Linked DNA regions of Mus musculus: regions 2 and 3 are each linked to region 1. A link is a contact called in public Hi-C and HiChIP or PLAC-seq data. All regions are on one chromosome and are shown on one strand. Each heading gives the region's core, a stretch centred on a gene start, on an enhancer-like site or on the middle of the called end of the contact. The rest is flanking DNA. Distances are from core to core; before and after follow the strand shown.

Evidence for each region. A called contact is a pair of places that touch in the nucleus more often than the background predicts. HiChIP or PLAC-seq counts read pairs in DNA pulled down with a chosen protein or histone mark.
Region 2: an H3K4me3 HiChIP or PLAC-seq map of embryonic forebrain shows a contact between it and region 1, with 7 times the contacts expected there. The contact joins two enhancer-like sites. A contact is called at or near these places in 1 of 39 promoter capture datasets (cranial neural crest), 3 of 484 Hi-C or Micro-C datasets (cerebellar granule neurons, cerebral cortex and cortical neurons) and 6 of 115 datasets of contacts at active chromatin or transcription factors (astrocytes, embryonic forebrain, embryonic hindbrain and 3 more).
Region 3: a Hi-C map of the N1E-115 cell line shows a contact between it and region 1, with 18 times the contacts expected there. The contact joins two enhancer-like sites. A contact is called at or near these places in 1 of 39 promoter capture datasets (cranial neural crest), 1 of 484 Hi-C or Micro-C datasets (the N1E-115 cell line) and 4 of 115 datasets of contacts at active chromatin or transcription factors (astrocytes, embryonic forebrain, embryonic hindbrain and 1 more).

What each region holds. Positions count from the first base shown.
Region 1 is chr3:118,428,757-118,431,945 of GRCm38.p6, reverse strand. No RefSeq gene overlaps it. Among named protein-coding and RNA genes, the nearest start is that of Mir137, 3.5 kb to the left of the region's middle. Within about 2 kb of position 1,530, at least 40 of the 459 cell types and tissues checked have an H3K27ac peak or open chromatin away from gene starts, as enhancers often do. A contact at or near this core is called in the N1E-115 cell line, cerebral cortex, cortical neurons and 2 more, where this site is marked.
Region 2 is chr3:119,947,616-119,950,804 of GRCm38.p6, reverse strand. No RefSeq gene overlaps it. Among named protein-coding and RNA genes, the nearest start is that of Ptbp2, 170 kb to the right of the region's middle. Within about 2 kb of position 1,629, at least 53 of the 459 cell types and tissues checked have an H3K27ac peak or open chromatin away from gene starts, as enhancers often do. A contact at or near this core is called in cerebral cortex, cortical neurons, embryonic forebrain and 1 more, where this site is marked.
Region 3 is chr3:119,573,827-119,577,015 of GRCm38.p6, reverse strand. No RefSeq gene overlaps it. Among named protein-coding and RNA genes, the nearest start is that of Gm23432, 63 kb to the left of the region's middle. Within about 2 kb of position 1,560, at least 1 of the 459 cell types and tissues checked has an H3K27ac peak or open chromatin away from gene starts, as enhancers often do. A contact at or near this core is called in the N1E-115 cell line, where this site is marked.

The DNA.
Region 1 (3,189 bases), core at 281-2,780:
CAGAAGCATGGTCAAGGCACACATACACATACACACACCTCGCATACACACGTTCTCCTCATGCTGTAGAATCATGGCATAAATGCCCACACAGCTTTTCAATGCTTTCCAAGTTCTTTCCCTTAGTTTATCAGGATTACAAGAAAAATCACACACACGCACACACACACACACACACACACACACACACACAAGAACACACACATACACACACACACAAGAACACACAGAGAGACCCACAGACTAGCATGCTTTAAGAAAAAAAATCTGGAACAAGACAGGCGATAGGTTTTCTTCCTAACCAAGCAACAGAGTCAGCCCTTTCCCTACATACCAAATGCTCCACACTTCAGCACCTGGACCAGTGGACAGCTCAGCCCAAGCGGACAGCCTGCAGCACTCCCACCAGAACTGACGCTCCGAGCTCTAACCACAGCTCTTGTGCTTCAGCGGGGCAGCCTGACTTACGAGAACACCATTTCCTACGAGACCACTGCCGCTGGGTGCATATTCAATTCAAACCTCCTTAAGCTGTCGGATTTCCCCCACCCATCCACTCTCCCCACCCCCCTCCACCCTCCACACAAAAAAACGGAAAAGGGAAAAAGCCCAATACTACCAGGGCGTTTGTTGATCAACTTACACTTTCCTCTCGAATATTTAGGTACCGCTATCGGAGCAATAGCAGCGGAGGCTTAGGTCCGCATTAAGTACCTTTGTTCGTCGACTCCTGCAAGCCATGTTTATTAGAATCTACAATTCCCTCGCGCCCTAATAACTGAAGGTGTGTTTTTCGGGCAAGGGGTGCTTTCAGCACCTTTTGATCTCTCAAGGCCACTGCCACTATGGCAGTGTTCCTCTGTACTTCCCCACCCTGTCCCCCACTCCCCAACACCCATCCTAGCTAAACGCTTGGTAATTAAAAACCAAATATTCATAAAGCGAGCTACAAAAAAAAAAATCGGTTTAGGAAATAAGGCAATTAAGCTAAAGCAGAAATATTCTCATTCTCTCTCTCTCTCTCTCTCTCTCTCTCTCTCTCTCTCTCTCTCTCTCTCTCCTCTCTTCTCCCCTCCCTCCTTAACTCCCTCCTCCCTTCTTCTATCTCTCCTTCCCTCTCAAGTAGAAAAGGGAAAACACGAAGGAGAGGGGAAAAAAATCGGGAGGAGGGTGGTAGTGGACTCCTACAATCAATGGCAAAACACTATACACATCGTCACCGAGTAACACTCTCTGTCTCAGACAAAAAGAAACCCATTTACCGATGTAAACATAGTCGCCCTCTCCCACACATCCTACATCCTATGCGTTTGCTGAGATTTGTCTGCAGTATCGCAGGTATAGCAAAGTAACTGTCACAAATCCGTCTAGAATGAAGTGCTTACCCTCTAAATCCAGGTTGCCGGCTGAACTCCAACTGTGTGCAGAAGCCAGGAGTCATCGGATGGGCGGCGAGGCAGGCTTGGGCAGTGGGAGCCGCTGCTCTCTGAGCGCCCGGTTACAGTGTTAACAAGCCCTGGGAAGGGACCTTGTCGCCTCTCGCTGGCTGTGCCCCAGTGCCTTCGCGTGGTGGCGGCTTGCTCATGCTTCGGAGGAGTCCCAGGCGAGAGCCTTCAGCTGATGCGAGCTTCCAGAAAGGCGTGGGGAAGGGGGGAAAATCATCTAATGCAATCAAATCGATCTGATCCACACCATCTGTCGCCTGCCACTATACACAAACGTTAAAATAGGAAAACGGAAAACACTGACAGCCCAAGAGGCTTGGTCTGCAAAGAGTTCATTTTTAGCAAAGCATAATTGGGTATGGTCGGCGTACAGTTACAAAAAGCCGCTGTTAACCATCCAGTAGTGGACCCCGAACATGCTAATGGTGGATTAATTGAGGAAGATCTGACGTGTGAGCTTCATAGTCTCTTATTCATGACTTCCCAATGGGAAAGGACCAATGCCTTGTGGGACTATGGTAACATACAGTCAAAAAGCTGCTAAGAAAATGGCTGTGTGTTCACAGCACCTCTCTCTGATAACAAACATATGTCGACTAAAACGGTTTAGTAGAATGGGAGGGGGGGTTGGAGAATAGAATTTTCATTCCCTGTGTAAGCAACCCCCATATTCTTTCCTTAAAGAAAAGCAAAAAAGATATATACAACATCTTTAGCATACTGGAGAGAAAAAAAATGATGCCTTTAAAGCCTTTTTTTTTAATTTTTAATTTTTAAAATCAGCACCAAACTGTCACAGAAAAGAAAAGGAGCACTTATATAGCAGTTCTTAAAAAAAAAAAAAAACTATCATGCGTTTTCTTACTGTGATCAAAATACATGCAAAGCATATGCTGTATATAAAAACAATCTAGTAAATACCACTAGCTTTGACTAGGGGTTATTTTTTCCAGGTACCCTCTATGACTTATTGAAATCAGATCAGGATGCCTTTTTGAGAAACATTTTGTATCATTTAAAATTGATGGGGGACAGTTTTTAAAAATTAAGTTTTATAGTCCCTCCTCCCACCCATACACTGTTTGATGTGTCTCTGATCTAAACTAAACATTTGATAGGAGTGATATGGCAATGTGGGAAAGGGTAGAGATGTCAGGAAGAGGAAAAGGATGTATACTATCAATAATCAATAAATTCTACTCTATTTTTAATAGAAAAATAGGGAAATAAAATATATCACACCCTGTTAATTGTGATATTTAAATGCATACCATTATTCAAAATTAATGTTTTATGTATGGAGGGAGAACATATTTCAAACAGTGTGTGACTGTCCCTCACCTATTTGCAATTTTCAGATATTTTTAGAGGAACATCATAAGAGAGTTTCTTCTATATACGTGTAGCATTCTTTTATTACCTGTTATAAATAGGCTACACTTCTCTGATTTTCACATCCATTTGAAAACAGATAATCATATTCACTTTATTCTGCTTTTTAAAAAATTACATCAATTCTTTAGTAAACAATTAGTATTTAAGATAATTCTTGAGGTAGCTGAATGTGTCTACTGAAAAACTCTGATAATCTCTTTAAGAAAAAAATGAATTAGATTAGTCTAAAAATATAGCTTGAAGACAAATCAAACAATTTACCTGATCTTTTGTTTCAATATACATTAATTAAGCACTCTTTCCAACCTACACAACATTCCAGGGTCAAAGTCAGAATTTCAAGTCTAAT
Region 2 (3,189 bases), core at 380-2,879, 1.5 Mb before region 1:
CTTGGCTTTTTAAAGCCCCATGTTGAACATATTCCTTCAAAATGGAGTCAAACTAGGAGGCTTGATTGATAAAGTCTTGTGTGTGCTGATGGGTGCAACAATCCCCAGTAGTACAGGACAGGTGACTCAAACCAGTGTCATCTTCGTTTTATTGACGGATGCAAATCAAAATGTAGAATAGCTACCAGAGACCTGTAAGGTCACGAGGAATGAGACAGTAACCAAACAACCACTTCACACAGCATTTCAAGGTCAATTAATACACATGGCTGTGGTCCAGGCACTGCCCTGGGCATTGCACATCAGAAACCATTACTGGCTTGGTTGCTTTTAAGCTACAAGTGGTCATAGACAATGGTCCTTAGAACCAAACCTGCCTCTATATACTACATGGTATATGATAAACTATGGGAAATGGTGGATGCAGTTCCCACCTACCCATCCTTTCTATTTTCTGTTTTAGACTTCCCTTTGTTGGTATATTTTTCCACTGAGTGAATCTACTTCACACCACACCCACACAGATGTCTGAACAGCCTTCATAGCTGAGGGCTGCATCTCCAGCTTCTAGAATTGTTCTGCTACAGAGCCAATGCTTAAGACATATTGTTTCGCATGTGGAAACTCCTGGGCCTAGGTGCTTTGCTTTAGACATAACTTGAAGAAAACCGAGAGAGTGCAGAATAAAGATAAGGTTCTATTACTGGGACCAGAGAACTTCCTTGCCTAAAAATGAAAACCAAATCAGCAAATCCCCAAACAAACAAACAAACCAAAAAAAAAAAAAAAAAAAAAAAATGGCCAGGCCCATCCCTGAAGCTCATTATGCTTTCAAACCGCCTTGCCAACCCTGCCAAGCAGGGTGCCTGCTGGGAAGGCTACACACACAAAGCGGGGCCCACTCAGAGCTCAAATAATTGGCCCCCTCCCCCTTTCTCCTTCCTTCCCTCCCTCTCTTACTGTCTCGGAAGCCTGCCCCATAAATCAGATTTAATTATCTATAAAATTTGGTGTAGAAAAGGATTTACTCATTAAAACTGTTCCTCAGCTTGCTACCCACGTTCCAGACTAATAGAAGCGGAAAGGGGGCACCATGGAAACACCGGACGGGCTGGAGAGATAAGCAGGCTTTGAAATACCTGAACCTCAATTAAATAGCAAGTTCCTGCTTCTGTATTTGCCTTTTAAAATATCATGTCGGAATAAGTAAATGTCACCAAATAATCAACCCGTCCCCCCACCCCTCTTCTTTCTGTTTTGGTTACTTGCTTCAACAGGTTTTAAGAGGTGTTTTTTTTTCTCCCCTGTAAGTTTATCTCCTTTGCCTATATTACCCAAGATCTTTCCTCAGCGTCTTCCTCCCGCCCCTGTGTGTGTCTGTGTGTGTGTCTGTGTGTGTGTGTGTGTGTGTGTGTGTGTGTGTGTGTATGCGCGCACGCGCGCGCGCGCTCATGTTTGCAAAATGTCATAATCCTCTCTATAGCCAAACACAACAGCTCTCGGCTCTCGTTTAGTCACACAGCGAGGAGCAGTTAATTAATGAGTACCAAGGGAGGCAGGGAGGAAACATTGGAGAAGAACGCAGCCCGTGGAAGAGCAGAGGGGAATGTCTGAAGTAAGGCCAAGATAAATCTTCAGTCCTAGGAGAAAGCCCTGGGAGAGAGAAGGAGATGCTTGCGAGCTGCTAGCAGAGATGGATTTGGGGGCGGGGCAGGGGGCTTGTTTGTTCTCAGTGTTTGTGCAAGTGATGGAAGCCAGAAGTGCCGGAACTTGGAGAGAATGCTGGAGCTTCTCTAATGAGGCAAAGCTCCAAAGATCTAAAATCTCGCATCACTTTCCATTAATGTCCTCCATGGGAAAAGGCAAAAACCAAACCAAAATAAACAAACATACAAACAAATACAAAGTAAAATAAAAGCCTAAAACTTTTTTCTGGCCACCCAGCCTTAGGAGGGGATTCTTGTCCTGTCTCTCTTAAATCCTCATTGTGCTAGAAAAGAAAGATGAAGCCTGAAGGAGGGGGATGGAGGTGGAGACAAGACACACCTAATAACAACCAGGACACCCGCCTGAGGAGCCAGCTCTCTGCCTTCTAGAGACACTGACTGCCTCCAGGGTTTCATTCCATTCCACAAACCTTGGGAGGTGGGATTTTCTTTTTTAATAAAGGTGTGTGAAGGGAAAAGAAGACAATGGATAAGCAAAAGGGACTGTTGGACAAGGTTCTGTCCTGAGCCCATCATGTCAGGGAAGGCCCACTTACAGAATTTTTAGGAGGAACGACTGTCTCATTGACTATGTACATTGCTTTCTTCTTATTCATCCCTAAGGATCTTTCCTTTTGTTGTTTGTCCCTAGATGTTTTGCTAAATCCTTAATCTCAGGAACTCACCAAAGCTTGACCAGTTAAAGGTTTGGGGGTCGTTGAATGAAGTTCATAAAAACAAGTGCTTTAGACAGTACTCACTTGTCAATAGGATGGCCCACCTCACCTCGTAAAAGATCTCCAATGACTGCCCTCCTTGGTGACTCAACTGTAAGAGAGGATAGAGCCAAAGCGTCATGACCACCTAAGAGGTGTGGCCTTCACCCAGCATTTGCCTCAGAAGACGGAAGGGGAAGGGGGTCAAAAAGTAAATGATAAATTCTACTTTGTGATGTTCTTGTCCCTTTGAGACACTGACTTGTTAACGCAGTGCAACTATTTACATACATGTCACAGCTAGACCTGCAGACTCATTGACAAAGATCTTGCCTTACTCCACATTATCAATGGGTGAGGCAGTGCCTGCCATTTCGAGGGGTTCCAATAATCAAAAGGGAACAAAGGAACAAATCCTCTTTTGGAGTTCAAGCTGCATTATATTAGCATCTGAGTCAGACACAAACTCTTAACATTTTTAAACCATAATCATTGTGCCTTTGGTATCGACGATGGCCCTGGTACTTTCCAAGAACAACATTTATCTGTCCTTTGCTGCTCCTATTCTGAATATCTTTACTCCTGTCCCGAATGGCTAGACTATCGTACCTACTAAAATCCCTGTACAGTCCATGATGGGAGACTTTGGGTTTCACTGAAGCTAATACACACTTAACCTGACCCTTCAGCTTGCTCTGAGAGCAGAAATGCCGAGTACAAAGCAGAGGGAGGAAGAGGATGGGAAGAAAAGATCCAGAGAATGGGAA
Region 3 (3,189 bases), core at 311-2,810, 1.1 Mb before region 1:
TTTTTTTCTTTTTGAGAGAAGCCAGACATACTTACAATTAACAAAGGAAAATGAACATTGAAGTAGGAAGAATCCTTCCTATTCTAATTTCCACCTTCCTGCCTTGTGCGTATGTGAGTGGAGTCTGCCCCCACCATCTTGAATACTTATTATTTTGAACTGCTCAGTGCCCTCCTGATATACCTTGTTCCTTTGTAATTTTATCTAATATCCTGCTCCTAATAACGATGCCCCAGTAGATGAGACTTAATTCTTTCTCTGGTATCTGCACGTTAGGATATGCTATCTCAGCCTGTGGCTGAAGTCAGCAGCCCTTGTTTTAGACTACTAGTTAAGTCACAGGCTGCATTACTGTTTACAACACAGCTTCCTCTGTGTATCTCCAACCCTGTCTGTCCATGTTCTACTTATCTAAGTCGCTTTAACCTCCGAATCTTCTCAATTCTTGTTCATCCTACCCTTACTTTCCTAAATACTCTACCCACTGTGAAAATAATGCCTCTGTCTCTGAACTTCCTAGACCATTCTAAATACTTTATATAGCCTAACTCATTTATTATTAAACACTGTCTAAAGTGTTTATAACCCTCCACTCACCTCAGTTTAACAGATGTGTAAATTGAGGCAGAAAAGTCACATGATCCCAAATTCAGGTTGTAGTAAATAACAGACCCATTATTTAGACTGTCAGTGGCCTAGTTCTAGGAAAGATGTTTTAAAACCCTTATTTTATAATGCCTAAATATCTTCAGGGCTTTCAACTTAATTTAAAGTTGTTGAGGGGGGTCTGCCTTTTCCACAAGTTGCCCACTAGGGTGTCTTGCATGTTTTACAAATTCAGTAAACACTGGGTGGAGGATTGATTTCCTTAAATTGTTACTGTATCACTTTAGATGCTCTGGTTGTCCTCGAATTTAAGCAAACAACCTATTAGTTGATGGTCAATATGTTGATGTGTCCAAAGCCTTGTTAAGAGGACAGTAAGCCGTCTAATGCATCTTTCATGTCATCTCCCGGCTCCTCCTGCCTCAAGAAGAAAGTGGAATTGGTTTGACATGAAAAATCTTGTGTGCTGCTTCTAAACAACTCAATAACCTCCAGGATTTTTACAAATTGATCTTTTCCTTAATGAATTGCCCTAGAAACTTTCAGATTTGAGAGTAGACCAACCGTTCCATAATTCATGAGTTAGGACTGTTGCTCCTCTTGTAATGCAGGATGAACTGATTAATTTTTTGGACATTTTGGCAAATCTGATCTGGATGACTAAGTCCCTGGCCTGTTTTAAATCTTATTTCTTAAGTCCTCTGGTCGGAATTGTATTATGTCTCTGACAACAGTAGTTCTCATAATGAGAGCTGAAACAAAACAGGCATTGAGCATGTCGCTGCTACCCAACCATTACTCATTTCTCTCTTAGCTGGAGAGAGCATCTACCCTTTATTTTGACTATAGTTGAAATATGTTTTGTGGTTGCTAAATGTTACATCCTTCTTGCTGAACTGATCTTGTGTATCAGACGCATATGCATAGTCTGTAGCTTTGGATGGTAGAATTTGGATTCATTTATTCTTTGAAGGTTAAAGTTTGGGGATTATTTATGATAGCAGCACACTCATGCAAGCACGACCTTTACCTTGCTCATGAAGAAAGGCTGGTCACACAGACAACAACCTCCTTAATCTTGCCTCATTATAACACATGAATACCTGGTAAAAATTCAGAAACCCATAATACACTGAAAATAAACCAATACAGGAAATTTAAACCAGGTCTTTACAGTTAGATAATAATACATGAAACAGAAGACCAGGTGCAAATGCAAAGATGCTGAATATTAAAGATGCTAGAACAATGAGATTGAAAATTAGATCCAGGTTCTGATGCAGAGGGATGGGTGGTGATTCTAAAGAATAACATTATATTCTGAAGATTCAAATATGAAGGAGACTGGCCTTCTACCTTTGATGATCATGCATTGATTATAGGTATTTGCTCTATAGCATAACAGTGGTCTCGGGCATATTCTCCTTGCTTGCAGAATTGAAAATGTTTCCCTCATCTATTGTTCGTCTTTGAAGTTCAACCAAAACTCTTGACATTTAAGCCAGCTCATGATCAGCTGTGAGCTGTTTGAATAACAGGATTCAATAATAATCTTTAATGCACGTTTGGCAGAAAAATGGCCTTCAAAGTCATTGTGAGGCCCAAACATTCTCTGCTGATTAAAACAGAATCATGTTTTATTTAAGACACTGAGGTTGTTGGCTGGGCATGGGATTCGTAGAGCTGATACAGGCAGTGGTAACAGACTAAACACAGAAGGATGCTCCTCCTCAGTGTTTGAAATGTTGATATATGGTGGTGATGATGATGATAATGACTATGATCACTAATATAAATGGCCTCTGGGACAATGATTTTTCTTAGACACTTAGATTATATGTAGTATATTTAGGCTACTAGAACAACCTATTGTAGATTGGTTGTCTTATAAATAAGAGAACTAAAATTTTCAGTTTGGCAATAGAGAAGTACAAGGCTAAGACACTAGCAGGATTGCTGCCTGGTAAGAGCTTGCTTCAGGCTTCACAGATGGCACCATCTTTCTGTAACACTAACATCACATAACAGAGAAGAATTCTCTCTGGCTTCACTTTTATATGAGAATTAATTCCATTAATTCCTAGTCTGTTCCTAAAGGTCCCACTAAGTGAATCATATTCAGATTAGATTTCTTTTGCCTTTTTTATGAGATATTTTCTTTAGTTACATTTCAAATGCTATCCTGAAAGTTCCCTATACCCTCCCCCCGCCATGCTCCCCTACCCACCCAGTTCCACTTCTTGGTCCTGACATTCCGCTGTACTGGGGCATATAAAGTTTGCAAGACCAATGGGCCTCTCTTCCCAATGATGGCCGAATAGGCCATCTTCTGCTACATATGCAACTAAAACATGAGCTCTGGGGTACTGGTTAATTCATACTGTTGTCCCACATATAGGGTTGCAGACCCCTTCAGCTCAGATTAGATTTCAACCTTTTTTTTTAACCCAATATTCTCTTGCTAGGATAAAATATTTTGACAGAGGCAATCTAGGGAGAAAGAGTTTATTCTGACTTAAATTTTGAGAGTACAGTCTGTCACTATGGAGAAGTCAAGGTGGAAGTAACTCGAAGAAGCTGGGC